Regions from separate parts of the Gossypium hirsutum genome. Here region 1 is linked to region 2. Evidence: chromatin contacts called from public Hi-C data. All regions are on one chromosome and are shown on one strand. Each heading gives the region's core, a stretch centred on a gene start, on an enhancer-like site or on the middle of the called end of the contact. The rest is flanking DNA. Distances are from core to core; before and after follow the strand shown. Region 1 holds the start of LOC107893908 (auxin-responsive protein SAUR50). Region 2 holds the start of LOC107893904 (auxin-responsive protein SAUR22).

The links. Hi-C and Micro-C count contacts between places; a contact is called where the count stands out from the background.
Region 1: a Hi-C map of leaf shows a contact between it and region 2, with 1.7 times the contacts expected there. The contact joins the promoter of LOC107893908 here to the promoter of LOC107893904 in region 2. A contact is called at or near these places in 7 of 34 Hi-C or Micro-C datasets (callus and leaf).

Annotation. Positions count from the first base shown.
Region 1 is chrA13:43,324,031-43,328,089 of Gossypium_hirsutum_v2.1, forward strand. LOC107893908 (auxin-responsive protein SAUR50) reads right to left here and starts at 2,273. Exons shown (of 1, transcript XM_016819054.2): 1 at 1,484-2,273. The coding sequence starts at 2,144. The coding sequence ends at 1,830.
Region 2 is chrA13:42,838,792-42,842,716 of Gossypium_hirsutum_v2.1, forward strand. LOC107893904 (auxin-responsive protein SAUR22) reads right to left here and starts at 2,561. Exons shown (of 1, transcript XM_016819048.2): 1 at 2,018-2,561. The coding sequence starts at 2,461. The coding sequence ends at 2,171.

The DNA of each region.
Region 1 (4,059 bases), core at 1,023-3,522, 480 kb after region 2:
ACTCAAAACCTCAACACCAACAATATGCCAAAAATACGACAAAATAGATTGGGCATACCATCAATGTTTAATGCATTATAGGATTAATATGAAAAAAGACACCTCCTCTATCATCAACTCCAAGCACAATGTGTCTTTCATCTGCTAAATAGTGCATGTATTGATAGCTTGAGTAATAAGATTTGAAGTATCACTATTATACGTTTCGAACAAGTTGGTATAGTAGCTGACCTTAAGGTAGTTATATTGAATAGGAGTGGATGTCAAGTTGGATAAATTTTGTGGCTAAGAGAGAAAGGCAAATGATGGTTAAAACAAAAAATAATGACCAAACTTGAAGGAGTCCAAATACTTTAAGGGACGAAGTTTGGGAAAAATGTAAAGATAAGATAGTGGTAAAGCATGTTGCATTCCCATGAAGAGAACTCAGGTTCAAACCTTGAAGATAACAATATTGGGAGGGGTAGTCACGAACACCAAAAAAATTAAGTTTCATGAATTGTGAAACGAACATAACCATACTTTAATTATACTTTTTTTTAAATGAGTATCTCAATTTATAATCTATGAAAAATTTGATTCATTTTTAAAATAATGAAATATTATAATTAAACTAAGGTTAAAAAATGAAAGTATTTAAAATAAAAATAATGATACACATGTAATTTTATAAATATTATAATTGAATTATAAATTTTACTATTTTATAACTTTTGAGGAGATTGAAGTGAATTAAAATTAATTATTTTGAAAGCTTTTGCGTGTGTTACGCCAAATACTCTAAAGCAAGTATGATGCATTAATCTTATATAGTAAATTTATACACCTTCGAAGAGAGTGAAAAGTCTTGGATTTAAAAGATTGAAGGGGTTAGTATTTAGAATGAGAGCGATGTATCAAATGCAATAATTAATGTTGGCTGAGGATTAGATCAGATAAAATCATCATTAATGGAGTAAAGAGCATACCCCAGTAGTCAACTAATACGTGAGAATGAAATATGGATGCAATCATGATGCCTTTGCTTTTTCGAGGAAATTTCTTGCATGAAACATTTATTTCAAATTATATTATGTGATAATAAAGATAATTTTAATGAGTAGTTGAAATAAACAAATATTTAAAAAAATTGATTTTGTATCATTATTTGAATGAGAATAGTTCTTCTAGTTTTTTCAAATTTAGCACATTTGATTTTAAACCCATATTCTTCCTTCACTAATCAGGCATGAAAAGAAAGAAACAAAAAAACATAATGACCCAAGTATAAATATCTTATGAACAACAGTTGAACAAAAGAAACCTGTGATTCCACATTCTCAGACAAGTTGCTGATTCTAATTTTTTTCTTTTTCCTTACATTACATGTCCTCCGCTTTGGTTTTGAGTTTGACTCAGGATTATGCTTTTCCCGACCTAGAGCTAAGCTATAATTAATAATAATAATTATAAAGAAAATATTTACCTGATTTGCATGGGAAGATAAAATAAGGTTGTTTCCTTAACATTCAACTTCTCTCACAAAATTTGTGAGGAAACACAAGTTTATACAAATGGTTGGACCCAGAAAATGTTATAATTCTTAGGTCTAGTTAGAGTCACTAATAACTAATTAATAAAACATTAAAAACCCCGGGTTCGAAGTAGTAAAAAGAAAAGAAAGAACCCCAAAAGGGATCAAGAATCACAATGAAGAAATGATGTTAGAAAAAAGAGAAACTAGCTATTCAATATATATGGTTGCTATGCTTCTCTTGGCCATCTTTCTCCAAAAATGCAAAGGCAGAACCCCTTCATTTCGCAACTCAATATATTCTTTTTTCCCATTTTCATTTAAGCATAGATGCAAGAGAGCGAAAAACAACTTCTTCACAAGGGATGGTAAGGCCCATATCATGGTTAAACCCAAACTCTTCCTCCGCTCGTCGAAGCAAACATTGGAACTCAGGGTGGGTCAAGAATGAGATAGGGACGATGTATCTGTTTCTGTTTTCACCAACGTAAACGGCAAAGTGACCTTTTGGTACGTCAAGTGGGAGCCCATCTTCGTCATATCCATGTTTCCTGCCTAAGCTTGAACATTTCTTCAGGATTTGCTTCAGAACTGCGGTTTGAGGCAGTTTGGATGGTTTTCTAATTGCCATTGCTGTTGTTGTGTGGAAGTGGTAGTAGAATAGAAGGTGTAGTGGGATGGGAGGATTGGGAGGGGGAGATGGCGGGTTATTTATTTATGGATAGTTGAGGCTAAGCCTCAAGGGTCATGTGGGACTGTGGGGGCAAACCCTAAAGGGACAAGCCACGGGTGTTATTAGGGTATGTATGTATGTGTGTGTTATATGTGTAAAGGACATGATGGGAGCCAAACCACCCCATTTGAATTTCTATTCTTTGTTGGTCCTCCTAATGACAAAATGGTCCCTCTTTCCCTATCTTCTGATTTAGCTACTTCTAATGTTGATATCGTAGAATTAAATAGCCACTGCAACTTGATGTTTTTGTTTTTCTTTTTTGTTAAAATTTGTACAAGGTGTTGGTAGTACAATGCGGGTAATTCCATATTAGTTTGAGAAAAAATTTTGTAAGAGAGTATTACTTATTATATTGAGTAATTAAGAGTAAACGGCCAATACATGTGCTATTGCTGCTTCGCTTTTGGTGCTTATTTTTTTAATAAAATTTCTGTTCTGTTTTTAGAATTTTTTTTTCCGGTCCAGAAAAATCTTCTATTATTTTTTGTTTTTTGGAGGATAATGTTCACTATACAAATATATCTATCAGTACTTCAATGACACATGGATTATTTTATTTATTTATACTCAATTTATTTATCCTTTCAATACTAACAATTTGGTTTTGTAATATATTTCCTAACACAATGTAGAATGCATTTTTAATGCATTTAGTCCTTTTACTATAGTTCTTTATAATTTACAAGGAGTTTGCCTTGGTTCATCTCTGTGTGTGTTTCTACCTGAAATCGGGGACCGATTGTAAGTGTACTGGAGAGTACTGTACAACAGTTTTGTTGGTTTTGGATATTTGTGATTGTTTTGGCTTGTGATTCTGTGTCCTGAGTCTGAAAGGCACAAAAAACACAACAAATTTTCACTGCATGCAGTATCCAAAGGCTTTTTGCAGAAACCCATGTGGTTTTTTAATTACTGTTACATTTGCAGGTTTTGATCATAGAATTGCTTTTTTTTTTCCTTACATGGTCAGCATTTCAATTCAGTTAGCCATTTTTAATCAAAAAAATTGAAATTAAGCCAAACATGCCAGGGCATAAAAGCCCCTTGAGTGTTGGGTGCAGTTTGGAAAAGAATGTCCCAAAGGGCCGATGGGTTTTCTTTTGAATGTGGTCCTGTCTGAAATCTCCACCACTTAAAAAATAAGGAAATATATTTTTTTATATAGTTTTAGAGACAATAATTGCTATTCTTCAAATGCCTCCATGTTCTGAGGCTCACAAAGTGTTCCAAAATGGCAATAGATGTAGTGTCTGATTTGGTTTTTTCTTTTTGTTTTCCTCAGGCTAAGACCCCCTAAACGTTTTCATGACAAAACAGATCCTTAAAACCCCAACAAGGCACTAGAACAAACGTAAGTACATTGGTTTGAAGGTCTTAATTGATACTAATATGCAACATATAGTTGCGTTTTTCAAACTTAACCCGAATCTTCCTTATAATCCTAAAATGTTGACCAACTGAAAAGAAGGGCAAAATCAAGTTGTTTTTATATTGACAGGTTGAGGGATCAATTCAAGATTTACTGAAAAAAAAAAAAACAGCAAATGGATTACCCCATGAGTCACAGTCCATGAAAGACACTTGCATGTTCTGTAAATGAGATTGGTTCGGAGAGAAATGGTTTGAGAATAAACAGGAGACGAGAAAGGCCCACCGATGATCACCGAAAGACGGTGTGGTTTGTTGAGCCAAGAAAGGTCTAAGAGGCAAATTATTTTCACTTTTATGGTTGAAAAGGACTTTGGCTTTTGTTTAGCACATGAAGGCCATGTTACTCTTGCCTCCTTCCAAGCTCTCTTGTAAAAGACAA
Region 2 (3,925 bases), core at 1,311-3,810:
CAAAAGCTCGAAGCTTACGTCCGAGTGGATCCTAGATTTGGGATGTTCTTTCCACATGTGTCCAAATAGAGAATGGTTCTCCACATATAGTTCACTTGAAGGTGGAGTTGTGCACATGTGAAACGGTTCATTTAGTGAGGTAATCGATATTGGTACTATTAAAATCAGGATGCATGATGGGATGATCAGGACAATATTAGATGTTAAGTATGTACTTGATTTATGAAATAATCTCATCTCCTTGAGTATTTTAGACTCAGAAAGTTATAGAATCAACATTAAGTCAAATGACATTAAGGTATCTTGTGGGGCTCTCATTTTGATGAAAGTTAAAAGGATCGACAGTCTTTATATTCTGTAAGGTTCTATAATGATCGGTGAAATCGGACGCCTCTCGTCTATTACGAAGTCGAAGTCAACTCGTTTGGAGCAGAGGCAACTTGCTCATAGGAGGGAAAAATATATAACAATTTCTTTGAATAGAGGTTCTCTTTTGGATGGAAGTTTTGAAAAGTTAGAGCACTGTGTTTATAAAAATCATAGCCGAATTAGTTAGATTTGGCAGTACACAAACATATTCAACTCAGTTAATTTCTTGCATAGTTAAAGATAGGCCCGTGACGGGCTTTGGCAAAGATGACGTTGTGGAAATACGAGTCAATATGGAGATTTGTTGAGTGTGCCACGTATTTCTGTCAAATTTGAAAGATTATCTCCCAGTGAAACTCTATTTATTTGTTTCAGTCAAACGCTAATTAGTCTAAATTATTTTATTATTATTTGACCTACGAATTTAGCCTATAAATAGGCTCTTTTAAAACCTTAGAAAATACACCCATAAAGATTAGAAGTCATAACAGTTTTGGAAAATGTTGTGTTTACGTTTTGAGAGTTATTTATTTTCTGGTTTCGGGGTTTAGTTTTTTATCTCTATCTTTTGTACTCTTCATTCTTTTACCATTATAGTAAAATTATCTTTGCCTATGATTTTTTTATCCTCTTTGATGGGGTTTTTCCATGTTAAATTTGTATATTCAATTTATCAATTTCTTCCACTATTTTTTATTTGTTCGTTGTTTAATAAGGTCGATCCACAACAATTTTAAACAAAAGCAGGAGTTGTTCTCAAACAACAGTTACATTGGATAACAATTGTTCTAACTGAAACTCTATTTTAAAAATAATTGTTGTGAACGAAGCTATTCTCAAACAACGACTCTTTCCTACAACAATTATTTTGAAGGGAAAGTAAATAAACTGACGTTGCTTATTTGTTTTAAGCATGCTAATACAATTTCTTGAATCGGCAGCCAAAACCAAGTATGTAGAATAATCAATTTTGAGAACCTTCCCAACGACTTTGCAATTTCCCGAATAAGGACTTCATCATATTATTTTACTTGAAGCCATGAAATCTTGATCTCAGCATTGTAGAAGAAGAAAAGATCTCTTTTGCTGAGAAGTTTTAGTCCATGGTTAGGACTGTCAAATAATGTCCATTGATAACCTAAGGACCCTTTTAGCGGTACAATAATCTAATAATTCAAAACTTTTTACTAAAACGTAATCATTTTCCATATCAATCAATTGAATGGTTTCAAACATAGATTGGATGTTGGAGTGCAAGGCTCTGTAACCCATTTCCATACGGCGGAGAAGTCCCGACTTACCAGCATGAGATCCTTGAACCAATTTATTTCCATTATCACATCCTCAGATATGGAGCTGTCCCTAATCTGAACCTTCTTCGTCACCCTAGCTTCATCTATCTCTGTTTGCAGAGATAGAAGAGTCCTCCTTGGAGACCATTTACAATCAGTCCTTGTATATATAACAGTTTCTTAACTTTAAAATGTTTTATCAAATTTATAAATTTAACAGAACTTGAAGAGCATCCTTAAAACACTTGGTTTCCGCTTTAGTTTGTCCACTTAAAAGTGTATCAACAAAAAAACTATTACTTTCTCGGTTAAAGTCATCCCATAATTGACAATATTAAAAATTAGAAAGGATGTTGTTGAGATCAAAGAACTAATTTTGTTGATAACTTTCTCTGCTTCTGTACATTACATTGGTTTTCAGCTCCTTTTTTTTTCTCTTTCACAAATGGAGAAAGAAAAAAAAAAAAGAGGAATCAAAATTGTGAAGGAGTGGCCCTTTGCATCTCTTATTAGGCCTGCAATCGAGAAGTGAGATTTAGGAAGGCATCTTCTCTGCAAGGAATTGTTAGACCACCCATGGGATGATTGAACCCGAACTCTTCCTCCGCTCGCTTAAGCAAGTCGTTGAACGAAGGATGGTTCAACACAGATATTGGAACCACGAACCTTTTTCTTTGCGTCTCCCCCACATAAACTGCAATGTGACCTTTCGGAACATCTGGTTTGTCTCTTGTAATACGAGACTGCAGCTTGAGGATTTGCTTGGCGCTGGAAATCATGGACGGTAGACGAACACCCATAATTCGAAATAATGAAAGGGAAATACAAGGAGATATAGATACTGAAATTTAAGGTTGCAGCAGTAACTTGTGAATTCTTTCAGGTTTCTTGGAGCTAAGAGGCTGATAATGGATTCTTATTTATAGAGAAGGGAGATGATCAAAGACGCAAATTGGCTACCATTTTGGCCTTGGGAGGACCCACTGCACCAAAGGGTCACATGGGTTGGCTCATTTGATTGGAGCCAATGATGCAGTAGACCAGCCACTAGCTCTCTCTCCTCGGGCCGTACTTGGGGAATATCCGGCAACGTCGTCAGTGATGCAAGATCTGTTTGTAATATTGACCGTAACATGTTGAAGTAATTTTTTTTTTATCAAACATAATTGATGTAATGAGTGGATTCGGTCCAAACTAAGCTGTCACGGATGGACTAAACAAAATATTCGTGTCAAGTACGGAACTACAGTCCGTCCCATGCGGTGCTAGCTGGCTATACACTTGCATTTATACAGTATTCTATTCTAAGGTTTTCTTTTGAGGTTTTTTTTAGTGCACATCCCATTCTTGGTTTTGGATAAAAAAGGTATCGAAAGCACTAAGGTTTTTTTTCTTAGAATTATCTTTTGCATCGTTACGGAATTTTTAGGGAACTACTGTTGCTGACTCTAGCTTATATAATTTTATGTGACAATTAATAGTTATTTATAGTCAGTCCTCAAATTTTAGTTTCGCATATTTGTCCAGGTATTTTTTTAAATAAAAAAGCTAAATACAATTAATCATAATAAATTTTGTATTAGTCACCAGCGTTTTCTTGTATCACTTCTAGAGCAATTTATTTGGGTGGGTATTTATAAATTTTCAAATTAACATGATCATTTTTTACTAAAACTGTCATAGAGTCTGCAATCATATTTGTTGAGCATGGAGTATACAATACCTTTATATGTCATTCCCTTGCTAATTGTTCTCTGATGATTCGCACAAAGCTCGACCCAACCTATTTTGTTTGATTGTTAATCATATTTGTTGCAAGTAGATTGTCACTCTCCACCATGAGTTGCTTTATACCTCTCCTCCATGCTATATCCACACCATCCATAATAACCTAAAGTTCTGCATCAACTATAGAACATATACCTATATTTCTACTATACCCAATAATCCATTTACCTTTGTGGTCTCGAAACAACCCGCTAGTTGAGGCACTTCCTTTCAATAGATGCTTAACCCCATCCGTATTCAGCTTGCACCACCCTTTAGACGGCAATTTCTAGCAAGTCCGATTACTTCCCTGATCATTCTACTGATGCCCTCTTCAGCTTGCCATAGTAATTGATTTTGCATAAGCTAGAATACCTGTAACAACCCATTTTTGAGTCAAATAAGAATAGTAATTTCGGGACCACAAATCTGATGTCGAAAAATTATTTTAATATTATTATATGTGTTTACAGCATGATTGTATGTCTGTGTGAAAA